Linked DNA regions of Gossypium hirsutum: regions 2 and 3 are each linked to region 1. Evidence: chromatin contacts called from public Hi-C data. All regions are on one chromosome and are shown on one strand. The core of a region is the stretch at or near the end of the contact, and the rest is flanking DNA. Distances in the headings are between cores, read along the strand shown. Region 1 holds the start of LOC107951862 (chloroplast stem-loop binding protein of 41 kDa a, chloroplastic). Region 2 holds the start of LOC107951806 (N-terminal acetyltransferase B complex catalytic subunit NAA20). Region 3 holds the start of LOC107951898 (mitochondrial Rho GTPase 2).

Evidence for each region. A called contact is a pair of places that touch in the nucleus more often than the background predicts.
Region 2: a contact with region 1 is called in a Hi-C map of leaf, with 2.7 times the contacts expected there. The contact joins the promoter of LOC107951806 here to the promoter of LOC107951862 in region 1. A contact is called at or near these places in 5 of 34 Hi-C or Micro-C datasets (all in leaf).
Region 3: a Hi-C map of leaf shows a contact between it and region 1, with 3 times the contacts expected there. The contact joins the promoter of LOC107951898 here to the promoter of LOC107951862 in region 1. A contact is called at or near these places in 5 of 34 Hi-C or Micro-C datasets (all in leaf).

Annotation. Positions count from the first base shown.
Region 1 is chrA08:12,325,638-12,330,289 of Gossypium_hirsutum_v2.1, forward strand. LOC107951862 (chloroplast stem-loop binding protein of 41 kDa a, chloroplastic) reads right to left here and starts at 2,704. Exons shown (of 6, transcript XM_016887026.2): 1 at 2,201-2,704; 2 at 1,992-2,113; 3 at 1,640-1,742; 4 at 1,408-1,546; 5 at 1,042-1,319; 6 at 603-938. The coding sequence starts at 2,581. The coding sequence ends at 756. It overlaps LOC107951837 (RAN GTPase-activating protein 1), which reads left to right. Exons shown (of 4, transcript XM_016887011.2): 4 at 1-243.
Region 2 is chrA08:12,106,191-12,110,842 of Gossypium_hirsutum_v2.1, forward strand. LOC107951806 (N-terminal acetyltransferase B complex catalytic subunit NAA20) reads left to right here and starts at 2,619. Exons shown (of 6, transcript XM_016886954.2): 1 at 2,619-2,814; 2 at 2,939-3,029; 3 at 3,277-3,409; 4 at 4,041-4,110. The coding sequence starts at 2,737. LOC107951791 (pre-mRNA-splicing factor 18) reads right to left here and starts at 2,414. Exons shown (of 3, transcript XR_005900141.1): 1 at 1,569-2,414.
Region 3 is chrA08:12,472,984-12,477,635 of Gossypium_hirsutum_v2.1, forward strand. LOC107951898 (mitochondrial Rho GTPase 2) reads right to left here and starts at 2,846. Exons shown (of 14, transcript XM_016887094.2): 1 at 2,443-2,846; 2 at 2,000-2,132; 3 at 1,754-1,903; 4 at 1,237-1,413; 5 at 913-1,164. The coding sequence starts at 2,648. It also overlaps the pseudogene LOC107893573.

The DNA of each region.
Region 1 (4,652 bases), core at 1,454-3,953:
TGATTTATTATAAGGTACTATAGCTGTGCAACATTAGTGTGGTAGATCCAATTGTAGTTCAGGTTTGTGAAGCTTAATTCCTCAGTCAATTGAAACATCCTGAATTGTTGTAGCATTATTTAGCAGGGAGCTGAATTTAGTTTGAACTTTTTACTGAGCTATGTACTTCTTGGACAGTCTATTATCATTCCTTTAGTTATAGCTGCAATGAACTAGGATTCAGCAGTCTTATGTTCCAGATCATATCATTGTTCAATGGTTTAGCATGCAATCCCCACCCCCCCCCTTCAAATGCATAATTCAGAACGACATCCTGCCTAATGCCATCTTGCTCGTGTTGTCATCTTGTTCAATTATGTTTGTAATTACCTTTTTCTGTTGTGGGCTTGCCACTTTTACTGCTTTGCAATTGAGACCTTATCCTGACGTCAAAGTACGTCCACCCAATACTTCTTTGGGATGACAAGTTGCTTGGATTATCAATTACGTAACTGTATTATGGTAGTAGGTTTTATTCAATTATTCTTCTGATTTCTTTATATTAATAAATGCATGCCTTGCGGAGGGTAAATGATCCTACGCTTGTTCCGTCTTGAAATGCATTATGGAAAGATAAAAGCTTTATTTATTATCAGAGGAAATGAATTATGTAACACAGAAATGAGGTGAAGGGGAAGGAAAACAAAAATGCATCCTCATAAAGTATTGCAGAATGGAGTGGATCTGAGTTTAAAATGACACTTGATAGTGGTCGATCAGACAGCTACTGGAACTTTAAGGGACCCTAGTATCTTATCATCCATCTCAAACTGCATAGGCTTCTTGTCACGCCCTATCTTCACATACTCCTCGAATCGCTCCTTCAAGTCTTCTGGCAGATTTGTGGTGCTCTTCCACCCCAGTATGTCCTTTGCAGCCCTTGGTTCGGCGTAAAAGTGCTGCACATAGGAAGGATAATGGTGATTATATACTACAGTTCACATCAGCTTTGCATTTGTCTAATCGGTGGATTCAAGACGAAGATATCATAATGATATTTACCATATTACGGAAAGGAAAAGCTTTCTTTGCATCGATTCCAATAGCTTTCGGATCATAATGAACAATTTCAACTGGTAAGCCAGCAGCTGCAGCACACAATTTGGCCATTCCATCCAGAGTCACTGCCCGGTCACTCACACAATTGAAGATATTACAACATGCAGCTTCTGGCTTCTCAACAGCTAGGGTAAGCATAGAGGACAAGTCCCAAACGTGGGCGATGTTTGTAAGTTGCATCCCTGAGCCTGGGATTGGCACCGGTCTCTTTCTAACAATTCCTATATATATTATAAGAAATGTCATCCATGTCATTATCTGATAGTGAAGTTTTACGGATAACAAAGTCCAAAATGTTTCTTCACTTACGATCAAAGAACCACTCCTCGCAGTCTTTGTTGTTTCCGGATCCAATCATGTATTGTGGCCGGAATACAGCCCAGCTACTGAAAACTTCTGCAACATATTTCTCGACTCCAACATGGCCGGCATCAGCTTTAACAACATCCTGCAATAGCCAAGATTTTGCTTAAACTATGCATCCAGTAAAATTTTTCATGCTTGAGGCATTACATATACATAATGACATATTGTCATATACCCCTTCAACATGAGGAGGCTCGTCGGTTGGCTTATAGATTCCCGCACTACTGATGAACAAGAATTGCTTCACTCCAGAGCTCTTTGCCCAATCTACCACCGGCCTATGTTGAGAAGACTGGAATTAGAATGATCTGCCTTTTCCTTTTTGGCCATAAAATGAAACGCTCTACATTAAATACAGGTATGCAATTTCTTACTTTTCCTTTTCTTTAGCCTAATGATTGTTACTCTTCTTTGATGTTTCCAATTTTAATCAATTACTATGGTAACAGGTATATAGACGGACACATGTGCGCACGAAGGTGGCATAAACTGAAGGATGAGTTTGTTTGGAATTAATGGTAACAAACCTGACAGTGTCCAAGTCCTTGCCATTGTTATCCAACACCACATCAAAGGTTGCCCCTGCAACAACCTTGCCAACATCTGCAGGGTCTCCCCACACCGTCTTCCCTCCAGCACTCGTAATTTCCTATAAACATTTCTCAAATTCCACATTAAAATAGTGATTACAAAAACCAGAAAACAAGGCCTGGAGGCGGTTGCTATTTGATCTTACAGAGAATCTGTTGAAGGGGGGCTTCTTCATTTTATCAGAGCCCTCTTCTCCAACAGTGAAGATGGTAACCTCATGGCCAGAACCCAGCAGCTCTTTGGCAAAGTAGAAACCGATAACTGCATGGCCGCCACTGTTTGTATTAACTATAAGGACCTTCTTCTTCTCTGCAGCAGAGGCCCTGATAGTGAAAGAAGAAGCAGAGTATCGTCTAGAGCTGGTGGGGTAGGCATGGGAGGAAGGAGAAAGTGAAAGAGAAGAAGAGAGAAAAGAAGAAGTGGGAAGAGACAAGCGTAGAGGAGGATATAGAGAAGGTGAAGGAAACTTGGTAGGTGGAGATGAGAAGAGGAGAGAGGAGGACGAAGAAGAAGCAAAAGCAGCCATTGAAATGAATGTTACCTTTTCTTTTTGGTGCTTGCTTCAGAACCAGCAGTTTCATATGGATCATGGTCAAGGCTTTATCTAAAGGTAACGGTTGTTGATTGGCCCCTTGCATTTACCCCTAGGCTGCTACTTATTTTTTTAGTAAGTCGGTATTTAATTTCACTAATAATTTTTTTCATTTTGGTAAATTTATATAATAGTTTGATGAACGCTAGATTTATATATTAAATATTTTTCATATAAAGGATCTATTAAAAATTTTGATATATTATAACAAATTACGTGTATTATTATTATATTTATTATACATTTTGATAAGAAAAGGATTTATTGTTTTTTTTATAAGATTTACCAAAAATAAAATATTAAATTATTATAAAAATATATTCTAGAATTGGGGCTTCAATTTTTTTCATTACTTGGTAATAATTTTATGTTAAAAGAATCTAAATTGATGTTGAGTGGTCAATTAATTAATGTAGTAGTTATGATGGTGAGTTAGCTAAAGTGGTTAATTAGCTGAATAGTTAATAAGTAGTAAATTATTAGTGATAATTATAACAATTTTCTCTTTGTTTTTCATTGTTTTCGTCCATCATTGATGTGTTTGACATGGTATTGGAGCTTGGATAAGACTTGAAAACATTTTGTTGTTTGTTCAATTTCCTAGATTTTTATTGTAATTTCTTTTTTCTTGTTCACAATATTGAGTGAACCAAAAGATCACCAGTGGCTCTTCAATGGTAGCTGTTAGTTTCAACCATTCACTCTATCTACACCTTTTTAATACGTCAAGTACATTCTTTATTCCGTAACAGTTGCTGGGTTTTGAGAATTATAATGTGTGGAATAGATTGATAAGGATTGATTTGCTAATTAGAAATAAATGGGGTTTTGTTGATGGCAACAAACCCTGGTGGGGAGAAATAATCCTATGATCTGATGCTTTACTCATAGTAGGAAGTAGCATTTATCATGATACGTGAGTGAGTAAGGTCTTGTCAAGTCGAGAACAGAGCAAACAAGAGAAATTTGAGCTATGAGGTTGTCGAAATATCTTGAAAGATTCTAGAAGTCCGAAGAAGGGACCGAATCTTTGTAGAGCCATATAGAAGATTATAAAACTCTAAAATCATCCACCCATGTATATCATTTAATAACATTAGGTGTGAAGATTCTAGAATGTAATTTGGAATGTCCATTGTAATCATTTGTAATCATCGAATCAAAAAGGGTTTTCCTATATAAGTAAAGCCTCCCCTCCCTCATTTGTATACACAAACTAGCTTTTGAGAATAATAAACACTTCCACATTTCCCATCTTTTTCTTCTGCTTGTTTAGGTTAAGTGTGCCAAAAGCTCTTCAAGTAAGTATCGACTTGTTGTCATACGAATCGAGCTGAGGGTCAGACATGACTAGAGCTAAAGTCTCGACACGTGACATAATGCTATCTACTTTCTTGGATTTTAAATACATTGCATGGAGAAACATCTAATGCCTCTTAGATTTGGCAAAATTTTAAGGAAAGATTTGAGAATTTTGATGGCTTGAATATATTTTATTTGTAGAGAAATTTCATTGTAAATTAATTCCAAATCAATTTATTTTTCTTACTTAGGCAGCTATGGAATGAATATGATGCATTGTTTTATTTTTCTTTTTATGCTTGTGATGCATCACCAAACAATGTTCAACATGTGATTTAACAGATGCTCTTTTAGTTTTTGTGGTACTAAATGAAACCTATACTATTGTCAGAAGTTAAATTTTGTTGATATAGCTTTTGTGGTTTATCAACCAAGCATATTTTATACAAGTCCAAAGAGAGGCAATGGGAACGCTTGGTAGGTTTCAATTCCATACATTTATATGTGATAATTTCAAACCTTTTAAATTTATAAAGAAAAAATTGTAAGGTTATTTAACGAACAAATTTACAGCATTAAACAATAATAGTACACCTAAGTCGGCTCTTGTTTTACTCAAAAAAAATTTATTTATTAAATAAATGATTGTTGGTTTATGTTGTTGTCAACTTGACAGGTATGTTGTATAATTCAGTGAAAGATT
Region 2 (4,652 bases), core at 1,369-3,868, 220 kb before region 1:
TCATACTGAAGCAGTATGCACTTTTGGAGCTTAAACCTGTTTAATTGTGTTAGAGAAACTATAGGTTCAGTGACTCTATTTACCACAAACAGGGACTCAGGGAGCAGACCACCAAGATAAATGCTGCAGGACATGGTTGACTATAAATCTAACCAGAATGCAGGCAGTAAACAACTTAGCATGCAACAAGGCTGACAAAACCTTGATATAAAGATGAATCTACTATCCATCTGAACTCCAGGTTTACCAATGATTGGCTATACAACACAGTCCCCTGAATATCTTCATGAAGACTTCATTGACCATTACACTTTAATGCTATTTGAAATTATTGACCATATTAACAGTCTCATAACTCTTTACATGGAATTAATAAACCAAGCCAAACAGACAAGCTTTAATGTCGCAAAATTGTCCAAGTCCACTTTATCCAAGTAATTCGCAGTTCCTTGCTCTGCTTTGTCTTACTCCTCCCAAAATCGTAGCTTACTAGAATCATCTAAGCCTATTGGAGGTGCATAAGTACTGATAATATTTAAATTTTAAAGTCTTTGCTACCTAGTATAAGTTAAAGCCAAGATCCTATTGTCCTCCTAATGTCAACAACCTCATCAACCAACTGGCAGTCTAAGCCAATGAAGCCTTGGCTGACTAAGGTAGAGGCCTAGAGAACTTAGTGATCCTAGGTTTGAGTCTCACCTTGTATATATGTGAGTTCTGGTTAGCTAGTTAGTTAAGTTGGTTGAGTTAGTTATTCAGTTCAGTGCTTATAATGAATGTTTCTGATCAAAAGATAAAGGGCAGTCTTAAATTATACCTATCCAATTCCTATTCCCATCTCAACTTGAATTTTATACCATAATTTGCAACCCTATTTACCAATGGATTTAACTTTCTTGCCCATCCATTTAGTCTCATGCAGGCACACAATATTAATATTCTTCCTGATTTAGCCTCCACTAGCCTACACATACCTGAAAGAGAACCTATGCTCCCATTAGCTTGGGAAAACAGGAAGCCTTTGATCATTTGACATCACACCAGTAGATGTGGTCACTTAGTAGGGAACACTTGTTAAGAAAATATTAAAAATTACGGATCATCATGATTTCTGTCCCCTAACCAAGCAACTGTTTGAGCGTTCAAAGGGAATAAATCTCAAAACAAGCGATGAGAAAGCAACAGACATTCAGACACCAATAACACTTTGATCACTAGAATTCCAACTCGAAGATACCATGAATATATGTGAATAGCAGTAGAGTAATAATTCAACTCATTAATTTCTATAGCTTCGCCCATCTCTAGACCCCCAGATTAAGGGAACAGAAGTCACAGAATATCTCTCAACATTGCAGTCTTCTCAATAGCAAATACAAGTCCTATACCTCTAATTTTGATTTAACAAACAGCTAGTCTAACAACTTAATTCTTACCGATTTCATTAGTATGTCAAGTAAAATTTCAATTCCTTTAGTTACAAAACCTGTACTCCATCATTTAACTTGTTAACATATAGAGAAAAAGAAGGAAGATGCAATAATTCAAATCAGCGAAAATATGTTTACCTTCTTCCTACAGAACTTGAACAATGGATTCAAGTAACGAGCGCACTGCTTAAACGTGGCTACCATGGACTTCCCTTTTGCCGTTCTCTTTTCAGCCTCACCCATCTCATCCAGCTCCTGTTTCCACTCATTCAACAACCTCTTGAAAAACACCAGAATCTTATCTTCATCACACAGCTCATCGAAATTCACCTTCATTCTCTTCAAATCCTTATCCATATCGACTCCGCTGGACCCACCATCACCACTCAACTCTCCTCCTCCTCCTCCCCCTTCTTCTTCCCTATCCTCTCCTCCTCCTTCCCCTTCTTCCCTATCCTTTCTCTTCCTATCGCTCAAAATCCCCGTCTTCTGCCGCTTCCGCAGCTCGGCAATGTCTCTTAAGAAGTCATTGGTTTGACCGTCGGTCATGTCGCTGTCGACCTCGAAAATACCTGCTTTTAAGACGTATTTTAACCTTTCGAGACGAGCTGCGTCATCTTCGCCGAAGAGCGTAATAGGCTGTTTGAGGAAGCGAAGGCGGCGGATGACTTCTTGCCTTGGGAGGTCGAGGTTGTCAATGTTTTGTTCATCGGTGAGGGATTTGGAGGAACCGGCGGTGGAAGTTGCAATTGTGGATGCCGTGCTGGGAGCGGACGGGTTAGGTTTGGCGGAAGTATCGCTGACATTGGAGGGGGATGCAGTGGATTGGCGGTGAGATTTCGCTTCGAGTTCGCGTTTTTCTTGCTCGCGAAGCTTTTGGGTTTGCTTTTGTTCTATCTCGGAGCGTTTGAATACGCGCTTTCCGCCAGTATCCTGAGCTAAACTTTTCCGTTTCTTGAGAAGCTCTTCTTTGAGAAGATCCATTTAGGATCGATTATGGTCATCTCCGAGGCTTGATCTGAGTTTCGTTGAAGATAATGGCGGTTAGGGAAGATCGACGGTCGGCCATTTTCTCAGGTTCTTGACTAACCGTTTCAATATTCAAATGGACTCGAGTAGGCCTAAAAGGAATTTTCAAGTCCAAACCAAAAAATGTGAATTTTAATGGCCCAACCCAAATATAATCCCAAAGGACCTGCTTTATCTCTTCGGCCGATGGCATCATTGACCTTTGAAGTTTGAACCACCATTCTGGTAGCCCTGCGTTTCATTAAGCTTCCATTACCGGCAGCCAAAGAAGATTGAGATGACGACTATACGCCGATTTTGCTGCAATGATCTTCTTCGTTTCGCATCCGTCAATCTCGACCACTTAACGGAAACCGTAAGCTTTAAAACTCTTGCCTTTTAGTTTTTGCCTTTTAGTTTATCTTTCTTTTTTTTAACTTGCAAATGCTTGGACGAGTTGTAAATTGTTTCCATCAATGATAATTGTGTTATTATTACAGTTTAACATGTCATTTTACATGACATATTTAGCTCGATGGCCCCATTACTTTCATGTAGCTGAAGGCCCCGGCAATCGAATAATGGGTTACAGTAAGCTTTCTTTTCTTCTTTCTTATTTATGTAACTGGAATTTTAACACTCATACTGTGAAAAGAAAGAATTGGGTTCTATTTCTGATGTTCATTGCCTTATGTATTTAGTTTATTACTATAAGTAATTGGAATTACATTTTATCGGTCACGTTCAAGGTTTGATTTGAATAGGGATATGCTTTTTACTGGCAATGCTGTTTTGGGATTGGTGCATCTAGATTTTATTCCTTTGAAATTGGTTGCAGTTATGGGGAAAGTTGAGGGGCAAGGTGAGTCTTGGCATGGCCATGTAACGGCAGTCACTGTAGCGCCAGAATATCGTAGGCAGCAGCTGGCTAAGAAACTGATGAACCTTTTGGAAGATATCAGTGATAAGATGTAAGTACGTTTATTGTTCATTGATTTGAGTAAATTCTGTCTGCAGCTAGTCTGTAGCAAGGGCTGGTTACAAGACTAGAAATTACAGAAGTAGTAAGTTTTCTAATAAAATTTTAGGATTGATTGCAAGATTAGAAATGATCAGACTAGTAAATTCTTTAATATATATATTTCATCCTTTTAGAAATTTTCTCCATGCTTTATTCATTGTGTAATATGAACTGCTAAGATAGTTATAAGGTTCGTTATTTGATATTTATGATGAAACTAATACAAGTTTCTGAGCACAAACATTTTTGGTTCAAATGGTGAAGGTTAAGTAACTGGCTAACGAGCTAGGTCATCTTGTAGTTCTGTGTAGGAGATCTTCCTTTGAAACTAACTTGTAATTGCTGAGTCGAAAAGGATTTTGTTTTGTTTCTGGTATTATTTAAAAAAATAATTTACAGTGCACCGAGCTTCAAGTTGTTTTAAATTTGGTCATGCTTGATTGGTTTTATCTTGCTTTGTACTTTCATGTCAGCCAATTTTATAATGCATCTTGACCTAATGCAAAATTATATAGTATATATGATTTTTTTTTGTTTAATATACTCTAGTATTTTTTTAATAGTATAATTTATTTTGGCAGAGACAAGGCATATTTTGTGGATCTGTTTGTGAGAGCTTCTAATACACCAGCTATAAAGATGTATGAGAAGGTAATAATTCTAGAACTTTCCATTTTGGACATTATTACATCATACTTTTCCCATTAAGATTGTACTGCCTGGCATGCAGTTTGAGATGTATGTCGCTGCTGTTGTTCAGATTTTTTCTCCTCTGTTCTGCGATCACTGTTTTCCCATGTCATTGAAAGTGTGTTTGCATGTACATGCATAACGCACTCCATGTCTTCTATGTTTGCATGAGAATTAAGCACTACCTGTTAGAATCAGGGAAAATGGCAAGAAAATGTTTGATTTGGTAAAGTTTGTAAAATGTGGCTATCATGCCTAATTGCACATTATTCTTCACTAGTGGGTAACAGCAAGGTAAATCCAGAATTTTGTTTTCTAATCTTTGATATCTGTATGCATATTTGTTTCTGGATGTTCCATGGGGATGAGATTGGTTTATGATGTTGCAGAGGATGAATTGATCCCCTTGAGTCATGATCAAGTGAATTGGATGGAGCACCAATGATTTTTGGATAAAAGAGATGCTAATGAGATCTGTAAAATACCTTCAGTTCTATGCTTTT
Region 3 (4,652 bases), core at 1,596-4,095, 150 kb after region 1:
TGTATAAGAGTAAGTATATTGCTATCCTCATAAAAGTTGTCATGAAAGGAATAATAAAATTATAGGAAGTACAACTATTCAACAAGTAAAGAATTTGTTACTGGGACATACAGAAAAGGGAAGGCAGGTGGGGTGGGGGATTTATCAATGATGCAGTAAAGTAGTTAAAACTTCAGAACTAGTGATACATGCAACATTAAAGCTCCATATTTCCTTCATACTGAGATCCATTAAGCATGACAGAGCTGATTAATACTTTAGAATAAATCATTAAGCTAAATCAGGACTAGGACCAAGCATTAACATGTCAGGTGAAGAACAATCACCAAGTCATTATTCACAACCTCAAAGAACCAAACAACAATTACCTAAAACTTCAGAACTAGTGATACATGCAACATTAAAGCTCCATATTTCCTTCATACTGAGATCCATTAAGCATGACAGAGCTGATTAATACTTTAGAATAAATCATTAAGCTAAATCAGGACTAGGACCAAGCATTAACATGTCAGGTGAAGAACAATCACCAAGTCATTATTCACAACCTCAAAGAACCAAACAACAATTACCTAAAACTTCAGAACTAGTGATACATGCAACATTAAAGCTCCATATTTCCTTCATACTGAGATCCATTAAGCATGACAGAGCTGATTAATACTTTAGAATAAATCATTAAGCTAAATCAGGACTAGGACCAAGCATTAACATGTCAGGTGAAGAACAATCACCAAGTCATTATTCAAAACCACAAAGAACGAAACAACAATTACCATACATATGATTAATCAATTGCTTAGGAATTTAACCAATATATATATACAAGGAGAAGCAGACCAATAAACTTGAATGCCAATTTGGAAAAAATATTAGTTATGTGACATGTCTACTATCAAAAATAAGAGCTACCTGATCAGGGGCATGCTTGGTTGGAACTGGAAGAATATCATCCCTGAGCTTTAACTCATCATTATATCCAAACTTCCTCAAGACAGCCCAAGTTGTCTCAAGACGCCCTTTTTCTATAAAAAGAGCATGAAGAAAAAGGAACCCTTCAAGAGTAAGACCAAGGTCACTTACTCCTCCTCTTATCCTCTCTTGAACCACCCTCTTTACACCCACAATCTCAGCAGGTTGTAATGGAGCATTAAAACATTTAACCTGTTCATAAGTGCACAGCATGTCAAACTTTCCAACTTTTTAAGAGAGCCATGGTTAAGGACAAAAAGAAACCTGAAACTCATTCAACTCTGCATCACTAAGGGCTCCATCCATATCATGGTCACAAAGCATAAATATCCGTTTCAAAGCCCTAATACATCGAGGTTTCAGAGTTTGTTTCTCTTGATCAAATAGTGGAGCTGTTGGATGCAAAACTGCCTTTTGAGCATAATAGAATACATCAGGGACCTGGAGATTTTAAAAAGAAAAAAAAAGAACTTATATTTCAGCCCTCAAATCTGTAGTTACTAAAACACACAAATGGTAAAGAGATTTAACAAACATAAAGATAACATTTACCAATTGCTCAAAATTATAATAAAATAGGAAACACTTTCCAACAGGAAAAAAAGAATGGTGGAGGCTTGAATCACGATACCCACTAGAGTCTACAGCCACCAGTTAAAAGTTGAACTGCTAATGCTAATGCCAGAACATCATAAAAATAGATAGAGTAGCAACTGAAAAATGATTGTAAAGTTAACCTAGAAAATATGAACAATAAAAAAAAAAGACAAAAAAAAGAAACCTGAATTAGAGTAGCAGAGGAACATTCTATACAGGTCTCGATCTCCCTGAACTGCTGCATGATGGGTGCCATGACCTGTTCCAAGTTCATGGGCTGACGTTCATCTCGTAAATCAAGTTTGCACCCAACAACAATCACTGGCGCCTTGATCTATTCAGATAGAACATATAAAAATAATAAAAGCATGTCATTGAATGAGTAAGCAAGAAAATATATATTATGCAAATGGATTATGTCAATGCAAACCTCTAATTTACGAAGCTCGGGAAGCCAGAAGCTACTCAGACGACTGAGTGTCATAGGCTGATCACAAGCATATGTTAAAACCACGGCATCAGCTCGCTTCAACTCATCAATAAGCTTTACTCTGCTCTCCATGCTAAAGGTCAATAACAACGGCAAAGCATTAGCAATTCAGTATGCAGCCACAACTCATCAAACTTCTAAAGCCATTAAATTAACATTAGCTGCTTGCCTTTCTAGTATGTAATCGTTACTTAAACAAAATAGCAATTCTTACATTACAGTTCTTTTATCATTCTAGAAAAACATAGAAGATCAATACGTTCTAAAAAATGGTAAACCATAATTAATTTAAAAAAAAAAGTAAACTCTGGAATAGCCGGATCAACAAAAACAATAACTAATATAGGCGTACATAGATATTCGAGAAAGTTCCAAACCAATACCTTGAGGAAGTGTCAACAATGGTAACGGGGACGCCATCGGGATAGAAGTCAGAGGGGAGTCGAGTTGGGGGAAGAACCGCCGGAACATATTCGGGGAAAGCATCAGAAGCTGCAGCTGAGATGAGGCTGGATTTACCGGTGCCACGATCGCCGGAAACGACGACTCTCACGCCGGTTCGTACACCAGCTGCTGATCTACTAGGCATTGGAACGCTGTTGGTAAAAAGGAATTTGTGTTCGTCCTCTTTTTTTCCCTATTGGGTGGGTGCGTTGAAGGATTCAAATCAGACAGGCGAGAGAATAGTAGGACAGTAGTGGGGGGCTACCTATTGGCGATTATTAGCGAAGGAGATTTCTATTCAAGGTGTGTGAAGCAAGTGTAGGGCCGGTTTTGCGTGTACTAGAACTCGCCTTCTCTCACGGACAATTGTCTCCTCTTTATTGGGTATGTTTTAAGCCCACTGGGCTTTTCTATACCCAAAAGCAGTCTGATTTCATCCCTAAATTTTAAAATATCCTAATTAAAGTATAGGTAATGTATAACTTCATCCTAGTTTTCAGCTTAAAATGTCAGTTCAGAACAAAATTTGACATGGACTTTAAGGTCCGAGTTAATACAAAAGCTTACAAAAGGACTTAATTGATACGTTACTACTTAATTAGAATGTTTTAAAGCTTAGGGACTAATTTAGAATCTGGCGCATAGCTTAGGGCCCTCTAGTAAAAGTAACCCCGTTTAATTTGTTATAGGGCGGTGTCGTTTATTTGGTTCCCTTAATTTTTCTCATAAACCCTAAACCCTGATCGTTAGCCTCTCCCCTTACTAAAAAAATTTCTGACAATGTTGAGGCGCTACGTTCGGGCGTCCCTCTTTGCCGCGCGTTTTTTCTCGACTGAAGAAGCGGCGGCGGCGGAGAAAGCAGTAACAACTACTAAAAGCGCTGCGAAAAACTGTGGTGGCGGTGGAGTTGGACGAGAGACGCTGGGATGGAGGCTTATAGGGCTCGTGTATACCAAACGCAGCGCCGTGGTTACGATACGGAAATGGCTAGAGGAAGGACATACGGTCCGTAAGTACGAGCTCAATAAGATCGTCCGAGAGCTTCGCAAGCTCAAGCGGTATAAGCACGCCCTCGAGGTATCATTCTTACTTTCTTATTAATCCCTCCATTTGTCTACAATTATGAAGTTAATAGCATTGGGATGTTGCAATAAAGTCTTAATTTCAATTGGGAACTAGGTTTGATTGTGAATTGCTGCTCGTATTCTAGTTAACCAGAATAGATTGTTTTCTAAAGTTGTTTTTTGTTCTTCACCTTTCCCCCATTGTGAGATGAATCCCATTTATCGAATAATTGTTGCCTATAGAAACTGGGTATGAAGAATTTGCAATGAAATGTTTGTATTTGATAGTTGGCCTTATATCTATCACCGTGGTTATTTTATTGTAGTAGATATGTGAATGGATGAGATTGCAGCAAGATATCAAGCTTTTGCCTGGTGACTATGCCGTTCACTTGGACTTGATTGCAAAAGTCCACGGATTAACTAGTGCGGAAAAGTTCTTTGAAGACCTTCCCGAGAAGATGAGAGGTCAAGCCACTTGCACAGCTCTTCTCCATACGTATGTCCAGAACAAGTTGTCTGCTAAAGCTGAGGCTTTAATGGAGAAAATGTCTGAATGTGGTTTTGTCAGGAACCCACTTCCTTACAATCACATGATCTCTCTATGCATCTCACAAGGGGAATTAGAGAAGGTTCCTGCAATAGTGAAGGAATTAAAGAAAAACACTTCACCAGATATCGTTACTTTTAATCTGCTGTTATCTGTTTGTGCCTCCCTAAATATGGTTGAATCTGCTGGAAAAATCTTTGATGAGCTTAAGAAAGCGAAAATAGAGCCCGATTGGGTAACATATAGTGCATTGACCAATCTGTACATAAAAGGAAAACAATTTGAGAAGGCCGCATCTACTTTGAAGGAAATGGAAAAGAAGGCTTCTCGGAAAAATCGAGTTGTTTATCCCTCCCTTATCAGTTTGCATACAAACATGGGGGATAAAGATGGGGTTCAGCGAATCTGGAAGAAGATGAAATCATGCTTCCGCAAAATGAATGATGCAGAGTATACATGTATGATATCGACACTTGTGAAACTTGGGGATTTTGAAAAGGCTGAGAAACTCTACAATGAGTGGGAGTCTGTTTCT